2 separate regions of the Mus musculus genome follow, and region 2 is linked to region 1. Evidence: chromatin contacts called from public HiChIP or PLAC-seq data. All regions are on one chromosome and are shown on one strand. The core of a region is the stretch at or near the end of the contact, and the rest is flanking DNA. Distances in the headings are between cores, read along the strand shown.

Region 1 (6,843 bases), core at 1,442-3,941:
AAAAGACTCAGAATTTCTATCTTGAATACATGTTTGAAGGGAGGCTCTTACTGAAAAGGAGACAAGAGAAATTTTTCATATTGGGTGACACTGGAAGTAAGGTAGGTGACCCTGCCCTAGAGGCCTTTCCCCCCACATCTAAAATACCTAAAATTCTGTTTCTCATGCAAGGTCAAACAAAGCATATTACTAGTACTACAGATGCTGCTACAATTACTGGTAACCCCCCAAAACATCCCTCTTTTTATATGAGCAATGCCATCCTGAGTGGTCTCCAAATTGGGGACTAAAGGAGAAAAGGAGTTCATGGTATTTCTGAGAAGTGTTAAAATAACTTTAATATACAGATGCCTTTGTGTAAAGAAAAGGAGTTGAGATTGTTGTGGATATAGTTTAGTCATAGGGCATTTGCCTAGCAGGTTCAAGGCCCTAGGCTCAACCATCAGTGCTATGAAGTAAGGGGCACAGTTTGGGAAGAGAGACTGCAATGCTTATAGCAAGGGGTAGAGAAACTGGACTAATGTTTATCACGCTGTAGACCTAACAGTGGAGAAAATGTTTTAATTATGACTAGCAGTCAAAGCCCTTGACTAAATTATCATCATTCTAAGAAATGAGCCCCAGTAAGTTACCAGGCCATCCTTCCACTATTAGGTGCACAGTGATAGAGGCCTCCTAGATGCTATGGATCCAAACAATCCATTTAAAAAGATCCAGAATTCACTGTATACACACAACCCCAAGACACATGCCTGTTTTTACAAGAAATATTGCTTCTGTGACTCTACATGAACATTTTGCTCTTTCTTTCTTTCTTTTTGCGGTGCTGGAGCCTGATTCTAGGATTCAGCTAGCGCCTTGAGGATATTAGGCAAAGTACTCTATCACTGAGCTCTGTGCCAACTCTTTTAATGGCTCTGTACAAACCTACCTTGTACTACAGCTTTAGACCAATGAGGTCCTGTTACAATTTGTAAATGTATCTGAAACAGATGCTTCTCAGGATAAATGGGACAAGTCAGCTCTCTTTGTTTCCCACATCCATATATAACACAATACTAATGGAGACATAAGTGAAGAAGAGTTGCTCTGCCTTTCTGTGCCCAGTGATTCCACTATGGAACCCTGGGGCTTAGTTTTAGTCACTAACAGAAATTTTTAAGCTGACAGAAGCACTAATGTCTGACAATCTCATCATTAGACATTAAGGATAGAAAATTTTAGGTTTATAGGACAGGTAAATAATATACCCAAGGTGACATCAGTTGGTACCCACAACGGAGGAGATTACTATCTTGTCTCATGGGAGCCTTGACCCCTAGTTTAACCCAAGGTTCTCTCTACCCAATCAAAGTCCAAAATACTTGGCTATTTTTTGAGTACTATATATTAAAATGTGTGAGAAAAGATGTTAGAAACCATGGTAATTGTTCCAGGTGTGGTTGCTTATGGAATTGCAGAGGGAGAAGAATTGCCATAAGTTTAAGGCCAATTTGAAAGACAATACAGAGCTCTTGACCAGCCAAGGATACAAGATCCTGTCTCAAAATAACACCTCTCCCCATAGAATGCATGGTCATTTTCATGAACTTTGTTTGAATGTATGTTATAACATGTCCTGATTGAAAAGAACTTACTTCCAACGCATAATACACAGGTTTGTCTCTGCCAAGTTTATATGCTACGGTTGTCAGGAGGCCATGTTCAGAAAATACACACTGTAGGAAAGAAAAACAAAGATTTTTAGTGTGGAAAAGTGTAAAGGATAGTATAAAGACTTTTTTGTTGCTATTTTTGACACAAAGTTTTACTGTGTTAAACTGGTTAGCCTAGAACTCACTAGACTAAGCTGGCCTTGAACTCACATTAATCTGCCCACCTCTGTCTCCCAAATTCTGGGATTAAAGGCATGTGCCACCATGCCTGGCTAAAATAGATGTTTATTCATAATAATTCTATCAATAAAATAATGATTAAAAGTAAGTGAATCATTGGTAATAAGAACACACTCAGACTCGTCATTCTTTGTTTCAAACTGGATTTTCATGAAAAATCTGACATGGTACTAAGTCTATATTTTCCATTAACATGATCAAAAGAACACATACGGAATTTAAAAAAGCATAGAAGGCCTTTTATTAGAATCACTCAAATTTTATGATTTTTCTATCTTTTCAACTGAACCAAGTTAAACCAAGATAAAGAATAAGTAAAAGATGAAGGCCCCAAAAGCAAATTAATAATGAATTATATTCAAGTATTATATATAAGCATGTAAAGAAGACTTCCATCAATCTGAATTCAAAAGAAACACCAACCTTATGGCCCGTGTTGCACAATAAGAAGCACCCTGTTCCATACCTATAGGTAGAGGCAGAAAGAGCAGCTTGACAACTTTATCAAAAGCAAATAGCAAAACCTTAGTTCTACAAATGATCAGAACTGACATTTTACTTAGTGCAACTAAAGTCAATTCCTGAAAAGTACTGAAAGCTAACAAACATCACACACTAAATCCTCTTTCAGAATATTTAAAAAGTAAGTCTAGGAGGAAATGCTGAGAGCAATTTGTGGGGAAAATGCAGGTATAGAATTTAGCACTAAAGTCAGTCATCGGCCAAGGCTGTGTTTATAAAATATGACTAGAGAAGCACCATGACTAATAGCCATTCACCAATAGAGTTGGCTAGCTTAGCTCTGTCACTAATAATAGCTGTCGACTGAGAAACACCACTAGGTTCTGGCAGGGTGATAGGCAGAACATGGAATAGCAGAAAGGTAGCTCGAAAGCTAAGACAAAAGTGACATATAAGGGAAACGCTATTTAAGGCTCACTGACCTCATTCTCTCTGCAGGGTCATATATGCCAACAGTGGTGGGATAATCAAAATCAGAACTCAGCACAGTTGATATGAAAGAACTGAATTTCACGGCAGTCTTATCAGCATAAGCTTTGGACACAGCCCCAAGCCTAGCACTTGAACAATGAATAGTTTTGACTTGTGTATGGAAGATCAGTTACTAACTCCAACTGATACTAGCAAGGGTCACAGAGAAACAGTTTTAAAGTGGGCAGGGATAACAAGGCTGCTCCAGCCACAATTAACTCTGCCTGTGGTAGTTTAAATAGGAATCGCCCACTCCCCGCAACCCCCGGGGCCAATAGACTCATATGTTTGAATGCATGGTCACAAGGAGTGGCACTATTAGGAGGTGTGGCCTTATTAGAGGAAATGTGTTGCTGGAGGTGGGCTTTGAGGTTTCAGAAGCTCAAACCAAGCCCAGTGGCTCATTCTCTGTTCCTGTTGCCTACAGATCCAGATATAGAATTCTCAGCTCCTTCGCCAGTGCCATGTCTGCCTGTGTGCCACCATGCTTCCCAACATGACAATAACGGTCTAAACCTCTGAAACTATAAGACGGCTTCAATTAAATATTTTTTTTATTAAGAGTTGGTATGGTCTTGGTGCCTCTCCACAGCAATAGAAACTCTAAGTAAGGCACCGCCTGAGCCTAGAAACCCTGCTCCACAAGTCTTGCTCCTATGCCTTGTACAACCATGGTGTTAAGTGTGTTGGTGACATTCTAATAGTGCCTCATCTCCATGCTGGCAGAAAGATGATGGAAGAATCTATTACTGTTATCCTATTGGCTACATTGTTCTTGGGCAAGAAACATAAGCCAAATGCATTTTTCCCTGATAAATGTTTTCTTCATATAACATTATTATGAGTAAGGTTTATCTCAAAATATTCCATTTCTTTCTCAGTGGATTTTTGGCTTGCTAAATGAACAGGTGACACACCCAAGAGGTATGGGATTACTGAATACTTACGTTTGTAGAAACACTTGTCAAACACACTAAGTCCAGGCAATGCATTTACAAATTAAAGCACATGAGTTACAGTACTCTTTCCTGCCCCATCACTTATTATCTCTCCAAGCTTTTCTTTTTTTTAATGAAGCTGAGCTGGGATTTTATTAAAAGTACAAAGAAAGGCACTCAAGAAGAAAATAAAACCATGCCTGAGAGTATGGATGTAGGGCTTTTCACAGAAGAGTTGTAGTTTACTGAAATACATTTTCAACGCACATTTTATGCTTTTTTTTTTATTAGATTGTATTGACCTGGTTGACCTGGAACTTGTTATGTTGACTAGGCTGGCTTTGGAACTCTGAAACTATAAACTCGCCCCAGGAAAATGTTTTCTTTTCATAAGAGTTGTCCTGGTCACAGTGTCTCTTCACAGCAACAAAACCCTAGGACACTCCCTAATCTTGGATTTCCTGCCCGACAGGTCTTGCTCCTATACTAGACCTTCCTGCCTCTGCCTCTGGAGTGCTAGGTAGGATTAAAGACCTGTGACAACACAGCTGACAACAGGGGCTGGAGAGATAGCTCAGCAGTTAAGAGTACTTGTTGCGATTTCTTGGAGGATGAGGTTTCTATTCCCAGAACCCACAACCACTTATAACTCCACTTCCAGCTTAGTGGATGCTCTCCTTTGACTTCCATGTATACCAAGCACATGTATTGTGCAAACATACATGTGGGCAAAACACATACAACCACTTATGCTTAACTCACTTCGCATGTCCTTGTGTATATAATACATAACTTTACAGTACCACAAACATAGACGTTTTCCTTACACCAAGCAATCCTAACCCTCTGTCTGTCCCTGGGTCTAGACCTTACAACTAATTCTCCCTTGGCTCTCTGCAGTGCCCTATGTGAAGCCCTGTAGCCTCGCTTTCTGTCCTCATCCTTGGAGTCTGTAGTATTAGAGCATAATGGCTCATACCACAGGTTCCTGTCCTCTAGATTTTCCTTGCGCTGACCCAAGACTGTCATCATATTAACTGACAACTCCAGCCACACCTAAGCAGCAGCTCATAAATGTTCACAAGTTATCCATTACCTATCAAGTAGAAAAGAAGAAAAGGAAAAAAACAAACAGACAAAGGTCTTGGCCTGGAATTTACAGCTTTACACAATGTTTATGGTGTGAATGAAATATCCCGTATTGGCTCACGATCGGAACATTTGCTCTCCAGCTACTGGGGCTCTTTTGGGATGTTGTGGATGCTTTGGGAGATGAGGCCTAGCTGGAGGATGTATGCCACTGGATGTGTGCCTTTGACGGTTATTCTAAGTCCTCAATCTACTCTCCTCTGATCCTTCCTCCTGCCTGCCAGGATGGGGATTTCGCCAAGACATGTTCCTGCCACTATATTGTTCCTCTAAATACCACCAACCCTGACAGCTCTGTTTTTTTTTTTGTTTTTTTTTGTTTTGTTTTTTTTTTTTAATGCTGAGTACCTCAGGCTGATATAGAACTCACCACTTAGCACAAACTATCTGCCAAGTGCCTGGAATACAAGCCAGAGCCCCTGGTCTCATGTTGTCTTATTTTCAACCATTTTCCTATCCTAATGTTCCCTTCATTCTCTATACTAAATCTTCCTAGTTGTATCCTTATTAAGTGTCTGTTGCACTCTCCAGCACTGCTCATTCTAGAAAACATCATGGTTTTTTTTTTTTTTTTTATACTGTGGGAATCAAGTCTAGGGTGATTTTTCTGGACTTACTTCAAAAGCCCATGACATTTATTGCAATGTTTCTTATGTCATAGGTACTCAAATAATTATTACCTAACTTCAATTAATAACTTACACATTTGGCAGACCATGGCAAAGAGAGAGAGGAACAGAAAAGAGGGACATTAAAGCTATTTTACTGGGTCCCTACTATATATGTACACTGTGCTAGCTAATGGACTTACAGAGATAGCATCTAACTAGCATGAGTGTTCCTGGCAGAGGAGGAAAGGGGAAAAAAACCAGCCTAGTTTTCTGTAACTCCTGATTCGGTTGCTGGAACCCTGATTCAAAGAAAATGTTTCCACACTTAATGTTGACACAAGTGTTCCTTCATAACCTGAGGTCACCACAATCTACAAACAATTTTCATATAGCCTCTTCCAAACCAACTTTCATTTGAATAAGGTCACCCTTCTCACATAAGGGTGGCTGGTCCTGCTGAATTATAATAACATTTATTTTAGGGATGCTAAATCTTTCATTATTTGTAGAAAATGAACTTAATTGCCTAAGTCAAAAATAATGAACTCAGCATGGTAGTGTGTGCCTGCAATGCCATCATTATTTTCCCAGAACTAGGGAGATAAGAACGGGAGTATCGCAGTAAGTCTAAGGACAGACTGACATGCATGAGACCGTGCCTGGAAGGGTGTGCTGACACATGCCTATAATCTCAACACCTGGGACACTGAGGCAGAAAGATGATGAGTTCCACAGCAGGCCGAGATGCAGTGCAAGGGCCAGGCAAAGGGTCTAGACAGCAAGGCCCTATCTCCAAACAACAAAACAGCAAACTTTCAAAAACAAAACAACAAATCTAAACCAGCTAACAAAAATCCTTGATGACAGAATTAGGAAATCCTCATTAAACAAACAAACAAACAAACAAACAAACAAAAACAAAAAACCAAAAACCATTAAGGATACAATCTTCTGGCCCACAGAATCAGCTGACCAGGGCTCCTGGGGCTTCAGAGAGATCAGGAAGCTTGGAGGGCTCTGACCTAGGCCCTTTGCATACAAATTATGGATGTGTAGCTCGGTGTGCTTATGGGAATACTACCATGGGAGAGGGGAGATTAGACAGAGACACTGTCCCTGACGCTTTTGCCTACTTGGGTGACCCTTTTCCTTTTACTGGGTTGCCTTGTCCAGCTGAGTTTGGATGATGTCCCTGGGAGGCCTGCTCTTCTCTGAGGGGAGGAAGAGCAAGATGGGGGTGGTGGTGGGGTGGTAGCG
Region 2 (6,855 bases), core at 173-2,672, 160 kb after region 1:
CTTGCTCACCTTGCTTTCTTGTAGAACCCAGGACCACCATTCCAGGGATGGCACCACCCAAAATGCACTGGGCCCTCCCTCATCAATAACTAATTAAGAAAATTCCTTAAAGCAAATCTTATGGAGACATTTACACAACGGAGTCTCTCTCTATTCAGCTAACTCTAGCCTGCATGTCAAGTTGACACAAGACCAGCCAGCACAACAAAAAAACACGCTGAGCTCCTGGGGTGCTGTGGTTTTTCTATTAGAAAACCTCATCCACCTGACTTCAGTTTTTCTATTTGTGTTTCTCTGTGTGTTTGTCTTTTCCCTATACACTCTAGTCAGGTCCATCGCAGGAGCCTTTCTGGACAGGGCAGTTGGCTACTGACTTCATAATGCTGACCCCAAAATATTACGCCCTAAGCTTTTAATGCTTTTGATGTTAGATTATGAAGTTCGAAATCTCAAGTTATAGTATCTCAAAAATCATTCTTTTATTATTAGTACACTCACCTCTCTCTTTCCTTTTGATTTATATGAGACATGATTGGGCATAGGCTCCAGATCCTTCTGCCTCGACTTCCTAAGATCATGGATGCATAGCTCCATGCTTGACATTTAGTTTCTGTTTGCCTGTGTGTTTTGAAACAGGATCTCACTGTCAACTTTTGTTTTTTATTAGTTTTTTAGACTCTCTCTACGTGGTCCCAGCAAATCTCTGCCAAGATTCTCTAAAATTTATATAGTAATTCCAAAGTCAACAGTGAACTTTTGCCGTGATTCGCAGTGATATTGAGCCTGTAAGGAGAGTGGCTTGCTGCAGCCTGGTGGGGACGGGTTAGGGAAGTTACTTTCTCACTATTAGAGCTTCTATGGTCATCTTTGTTGGCTGGCTAGTTATTCTTTCATGTGTTTAAACTTTATCTTTTCATCTGGAAACTAGTTTTATTGAGGTTAGAACTGTACTTTGAAAGTATTTCTTTAAGGTTGACATCATATTTTCCTTTTTGTCCTTATACTAAGAATACAAGCATGATTCACAGATTAGTTGAAAACTTAGCTTTGTACCTTTCTGTTGCATATTAACTTTGCCTACATTTAAGCAACTGGTGAATCTGATTAATATACTTTGGAAATAATTCCAAAAAATACAGATACTTATACATTATCTTTGTACAATTTTTAAAAGGAACATTCTAGTTACTTGGAAAACATGCATATAAAAGAAGGGCTGAAACTTAAAAACCATAACGTTGTGTACCTTTAACAATGATACTTCTTTTGACTTTTCATCTTCAGTGTCAAATCGACAGGTCTGTTTCAGTAGCCCAGCCCTTGTGATCAAAGACAACCAGCTCTCCTCACTGTCGCCCATTGCTCAAATTCCAGGAATGCCACTGTGTTCCTTTTTTTAGAAAATGCAGCTGCTGGTTTCTGGCTTGTTCTCTCCACCCCAGACTTCAATGACAACTGTTAAAGACGTGGAAGGGGGAGGGAAGGTGTGGGACGTCTTACTGTCAGGAAAGAATTTTAATAACTAGGGTAGAGGTAAACTTGTCAGTTGAGTGTAGACATTTCTAGGATATATTCTGTGATGTGAGAGGAATACAAAGAAAAATCCAACATAGCCTTAAAAGGTAGGGGGAAACATTGGTCTTTCATAATTTATCACTTATAAATTAGTTTCAGAACTCTTATCAATCATTTCATCAACGTACCAAACACTTTTAGAATCCCTCCTATATCCTGATTGCTGTCTAGACCCCAGGAAAGAAATTTTTAAAATTGAGCAACATTACAGTTCTTGTTTCAGTAGAATTTGCCACATATTTCTTCAGTCTTTTCTCATAACATACTAGCCATGTGGCTCTCCAGCTAGCAATGTCTCCACTCCCGGCACCCCTCCGGGCACAACATAATTCTCTTGTCCAATTCTTACAGCCCTTTGTAGTCATATTCCATGCTATTGTACCAGCCCCATTTCTTCTCAGCTTTTATTTTGTAGTGAATAGTCCATGCCACAGCGTCTTCTTATAATTTTAAGTCAGTAGCCCCAACTTCTGTTTACCCTTTATGCTTTCGCTTCACTGCCACATGCCTTAAGCCACATCTTGTGAGTCTTTCTTTTATGCCCTTTTCTTTATGCTACCTTTGTGCCTACCACTGTTATAATCCTCAGTATTATAATATTGGGATTATTTGTATCCAGTTTATTTTCTTCCATAAGAGAAGGATGGTCCTTTCATCTTTGTATCTCTAGCATATAACATAGGTGTGGTATACATTAAGTATATAGTGAGTGAATGAATTAATTTATCTTTCATTTTTCATATAGCAACTGTAAATTAATTTTTTCTAGCCTTCTTTCCTCCCACTATTTCTCATGAATTCTCTTTTCAGAATGCTATCAGAAGGATATCTCAGTGGACTTACCTACTGGAATGACATTCATTGGAATTGTGCATCTTATAATGAACCGGTGGCTGGGGACCAAGGCAAAGAGACAAGTTCTGTTGCTGCTCTTTCATATTCCTCTGTGGATGAAACACAAGTTCAAAGTCTTTATGTGAGCTGCAAATCCTCTGGGAAGTTTATTTCATCAGTGCATGCAAGGGCGAGTCAGCACAGCAGAAGCCAGAGCAGAACAGTGCTGCAGGCAAACAGCAACCCTGTATTTGAAAGTCCAACTTTAGCTGCAGTTGGTATATGCAGAGATGTGATCAGGGAGACCTACTTGGTTCCACCTTCTTGTAAAAGTATTTGCAAAAATTACAACGACTTACATATTGCAGGGGGACAGGTGATGGCCATTAACTCAGTAATGGCAAATTTCCCCTCTGAGAGCAGCTTTGAAGATGGTCCTTTGCTAAAGTCATCTGAGATTTCTTTGTCCATGGAGGATTCCACTTCCACTCAGCTCACTGAACTTCCCCTCAAACCTATCCAGCGGTACTCATCCTACTGGAGGATAACCAGCATCAAAGAGAAAAGCAGCCTGCAAATGCAGAAGCCTATTTCAAATGCAGTGCTCAATGAGTACCTGGAGCAGAAGGTGGTGGAATTGTATAAGCAATATATTATGGACACTGTGTTTCATGACAGTTCTCCTACCCAGATTCTGGCATCAGAATTCATCATGACGAATGTAGATCAAATTAGTCTTCAAGTGTCTAAAGAGAAGAACCTGGACACTTCAAAAGTCAAGGACATAGTTATTAGCCACCTGTTGCAGTTGGTATCATCTGAGATCAGCACCCCTAGTCTTCATATTTCTCAGTATAGCAATATAACTCCATAGAGAAGGCTCCTGTCAATTCCCCTTATTCCTATGAATCCCAAGGCACTATTGTATTAATTTGATCAGAGGATGTGATGGAGGGAATTCTGGAAGGGAATTAACAACTAGTAAAGGACACTTTGAGAAATCACATATGGAAAGGAACAGGAAGAGGAACCAAAAGAATGGTTTCAAGGACAAGTTTATACAGAATCAGAGCAAAATTAAAAATGATCACAGAGAGAAGGAAGGTACTGTGATTCAATTTTAGGAGTTCTGAAACTGGAAGTTAAGCCAAATCAGGAACAAAAGGAAACACTATGGCAAACTAGAAAGTCGATGGATTTGAGAATTGGGAATTAAACACCTGTTTCCTATTTAGATACATTTATCTAGGTTGTTTCTTCTGGAAAGAAATGGACTACAAGATGGTTGTTAAATTCAGGTGGACTGACATTTTTCCAAGTATAAGCTTGTATTTCTTTTCCTCTGTGCTATATCAGTAAGTCATGTAGATATACTCTTTATAAATATTAAATGAATGACAAACAAATCTCAGTTGTTTAAACATTTTTTTTTTTTGCAACAAGGCTCTATTAGCTCAGGCTGGTTTTACAATCCTTACATAGCCGATGATCTTGAATTCCTTATTCTCTTGCTTCTATCCCACAAGTGCTGGTATTATAGGTATGTATCATCAAATCTGGATGTGTTTTTATTTGAAATGAAAAGGTTCAGCCACAAGACTATGACTTAAATCTCCTAATTCTATTTAGTGATAGAGATAGCAGTGTTTCAACGGAAAACCTCCTATTGTGAACATTGAAGCATTTTATTTCACTGAGTGTGATTTTCATGGTGCTATGAGGTTCAAAAGGATTATGAATACTTTGCCCCCCATTTCCCTTTTTCATGTGTTCTTCTGACCTGGAGCCAGAAAAGGGTCTTCTGATTGTTCTATACAAGACCAAGGACTCCATAATTTCAATTTCTGTATATTTGTTTACTAAAACAGTAGCTTTACATGTGTATTACTGTCTTGATCTTTTATTCAGCTCAGGACTTAGAAAACTATGAGCCTTTGGTCAAATCTAACTTTATGATAGCTTTGGACTCTCGTGAGCTAAGGATAGGTTTTCCTTTTCTCTTTTCTTTTTTCCCTTTCTTTTCCTTTTTTCCTTTTCTTTTTCTTGAGGGAGGGCCTCTTTATTGTATAGCTCCAGCTGTCTGGAACTCCCTATGTAGACCAGGCTGGTGTCTAACACACAGAGATTTGTCTGCCTGTGCTTCCCACATGCTAGGAGGATTAAGGGCATGTGCCATTATATCACACTTGGCATGTTTTATTATTTTTAATTTTAATATATTTTAAAAGCCCAAAAGCTTAAGTTAAAAATACTTTAGAGCATATGAAAATTATATGAAATTTAAAATTGAAATTCAGTGTATATAAACTAGACTTTATTTGTTTATTTATTTATTTATTTATTTATTGGCAGTGCTGGTGATGGAATTCAAGGCCTTATTCATGACAGGCAAGTTCTATAACATATTCCATGCTGCCTACTAAATTTTATTTGTTTGTTTATATTTTATATAGTTTGTAGTTGCTTTTACATAAGAATGGTCGAACAGACATGACGGAGAACATATGACACAACAAAGCTTAATATTTCTTTTTACCATCTGGCTGTTTACAGTGATGTTTGCCAACTCTGTTCAATGACAGTGTCTTGCCCAAACTTGATTTAGGTTTTCCAGGAAGCAGACTTTCGAAAGGACATTGGGGAGCATTTTTATCCTTATGGGGAATAGGTTCCCTCTGTGATGGAATGAGGGAAGCAAATCCAGATGTTACCAGAAAGAGTTAGGGTGAATCTTCAAAATAGTTCCAAATTGAAACAAGTGAGTAGGCGTCTGTTCTCAAGCGTCTAAGTGCAAGGTGCATACCTTGACTGATGGCCACAGGTCTATGGAGTGGAGTGGAGTGGAGTGGAGTGGAGTGGAGTGAATAGCTGCAGCCTCTGGTCAGGAGCCTGGTGTCTAGGAGCATGGAAAAAGGCCTACCATTCCAGTGCAGGCTAAGGTCACCTGCTGGGTTACCGGGGTTTTAAACCTAGCTCAACCAGAAACCAGGCTGCCTCTCATAGTCCCACAACTAATGACCCAAAGTCCATTACATCCACACCCAGCCAAATTTTCTACTATCATTCTTGAAATTATGTGAGGTTCTATAACTGTACATAAATAAATAAATAAAAGCACTGCAGAAATCTGAAATGGCTTTAGTAAAATTTTCTGCCACAATGGGACTACAACAGTTTAGATTCAGAAATTCAGTCTTCCTTTTTTTCTTTTTAAAAAATTTTATTGGGTTCATTGATTCTACCAAGACTAGTCTGCACAGGGGAGAGTGTGTCACTCTATGAAAGACTAATATTTCCTAAAATTGTGAGGCAGAGAAAATTCTTTCCTTAAGTTGCTTCTGTGTGGTGTTTGTTATGGCAATAAGAAATTAATCGAGCCATCTTAGTTCCCAGATCCCTCTGAGACTATCTGCACAGGTGAGAGTATGGACTACAGAAGCTAACAGCTTCCGGGACAGACCCTGTTTCAGGTTCTCATCTTCTGCCAGGAGGCAGATCTGATTGCCAGATATCTGTGAACCTTTCCTGCAAGAGGAGAGCTTGCATGCAGTGAGTGCTCTGACCACTGAAACTCAGAAGAGAGCTAGTCCCCCAGGTCTGCTGATAGAGCGTAACAGAATCACCTGAGGAACAAGCTCTAACCAGAGACAACTATAACAACTGACTCCAGAGATTACCAGATGACAAAAGGCAAATATAAGAATCTTACTAACAGAAACCAAGACCACTCACTATCATCAGAACACAGCACTCCCACCTCACCCAGTCCTGGGCACCCCAACACACCTGAAAACCTAGACCCAGATGTAAAAGCATATCTCATGATGATGGTAGAGGACATCAAGAAGGACTTTAAAAACTCACTTAAAGAAATACAGGAGAACACTGCTAAAGAGTTACAAGTCCTTAAAGAAAAACAGGAAAACACAACCAAACAGGTAGAAGTCCTTAAAGAAAAACAGGAAAACACATCCAAACAGGTGATGGAAATGAAAAAAAAAAAAACATACTAGACCTAAAAAGGGAAGCAAACACGATAAAGAAAACCCAAAGTGAGGCAACAGTGGAGATAGAAAACCTAGGAAAGAAATCTGGAACCATAGATGCAAGCATCAGCAACAGAATACAAGAGATGAAAGAGAGAATCTCAGGTGCAGAAGATTGAGAACATGAGCACAATCAAAGAAAATGCAAAATGCAAAAAGATCCTAACTCAAAACTTCCAGGAAATCCAGGACACAATGAAAGACCAAACCTATGGATAATAGGAGTAGATGAGAATGAAGATTTTCAACTTAAAGGGCCAGCAAATATCTTCAACAAAATTATAGGAGAAAACCTCCCAAACCTAAAGAAAGAGATGCCCATGAACATACAAGAAGCCTACAGAACTCCAAATAGACGGGACCAGAAAAGGAATTCCTCCGGACACATAATAATCAGAAC

Evidence for each region. HiChIP or PLAC-seq counts read pairs in DNA pulled down with a chosen protein or histone mark.
Region 2: a contact with region 1 is called in an H3K27ac HiChIP or PLAC-seq map of heart atrium, with 5 times the contacts expected there. The contact joins two enhancer-like sites. A contact is called at or near these places in 4 of 39 promoter capture datasets (the C10 cell line, hippocampal neurons, macrophages and 1 more), 3 of 15 datasets of contacts at CTCF or cohesin (CD8 T cells, embryonic stem cells and pro-B cells), 24 of 484 Hi-C or Micro-C datasets (B cells, CD8 T cells, the G1E-ER4 cell line and 14 more), 9 of 115 datasets of contacts at active chromatin or transcription factors (the 230-238 cell line, CD8 T cells, DN3 thymocytes and 5 more) and 2 of 9 other capture datasets (adipose tissue and liver).

What each region holds. Positions count from the first base shown.
Region 1 is chrX:85,728,565-85,735,407 of GRCm38.p6, forward strand. It overlaps Gk (glycerol kinase), which reads right to left. Exons shown (of 21, transcript NM_001294140.1): 12 at 2,319-2,361; 13 at 1,638-1,718. Among named protein-coding and RNA genes, the nearest start is that of Gk, 45 kb to the right of the region's middle. Within about 2 kb of position 2,692, at least 3 of the 459 cell types and tissues checked have an H3K27ac peak or open chromatin away from gene starts, as enhancers often do. A contact at or near this core is called in heart atrium, where this site is marked.
Region 2 is chrX:85,885,444-85,892,298 of GRCm38.p6, forward strand. It overlaps 5430427O19Rik (RIKEN cDNA 5430427O19 gene), which reads left to right. Exons shown (of 2, transcript NM_001163539.1): 2 at 2,386-6,056. The coding sequence starts at 2,387. The coding sequence ends at 3,283. Among named protein-coding and RNA genes, the nearest start is that of 5430427O19Rik, 19 kb to the left of the region's middle. Within about 2 kb of position 1,423, at least 9 of the 459 cell types and tissues checked have an H3K27ac peak or open chromatin away from gene starts, as enhancers often do. A contact at or near this core is called in heart atrium, where this site is marked.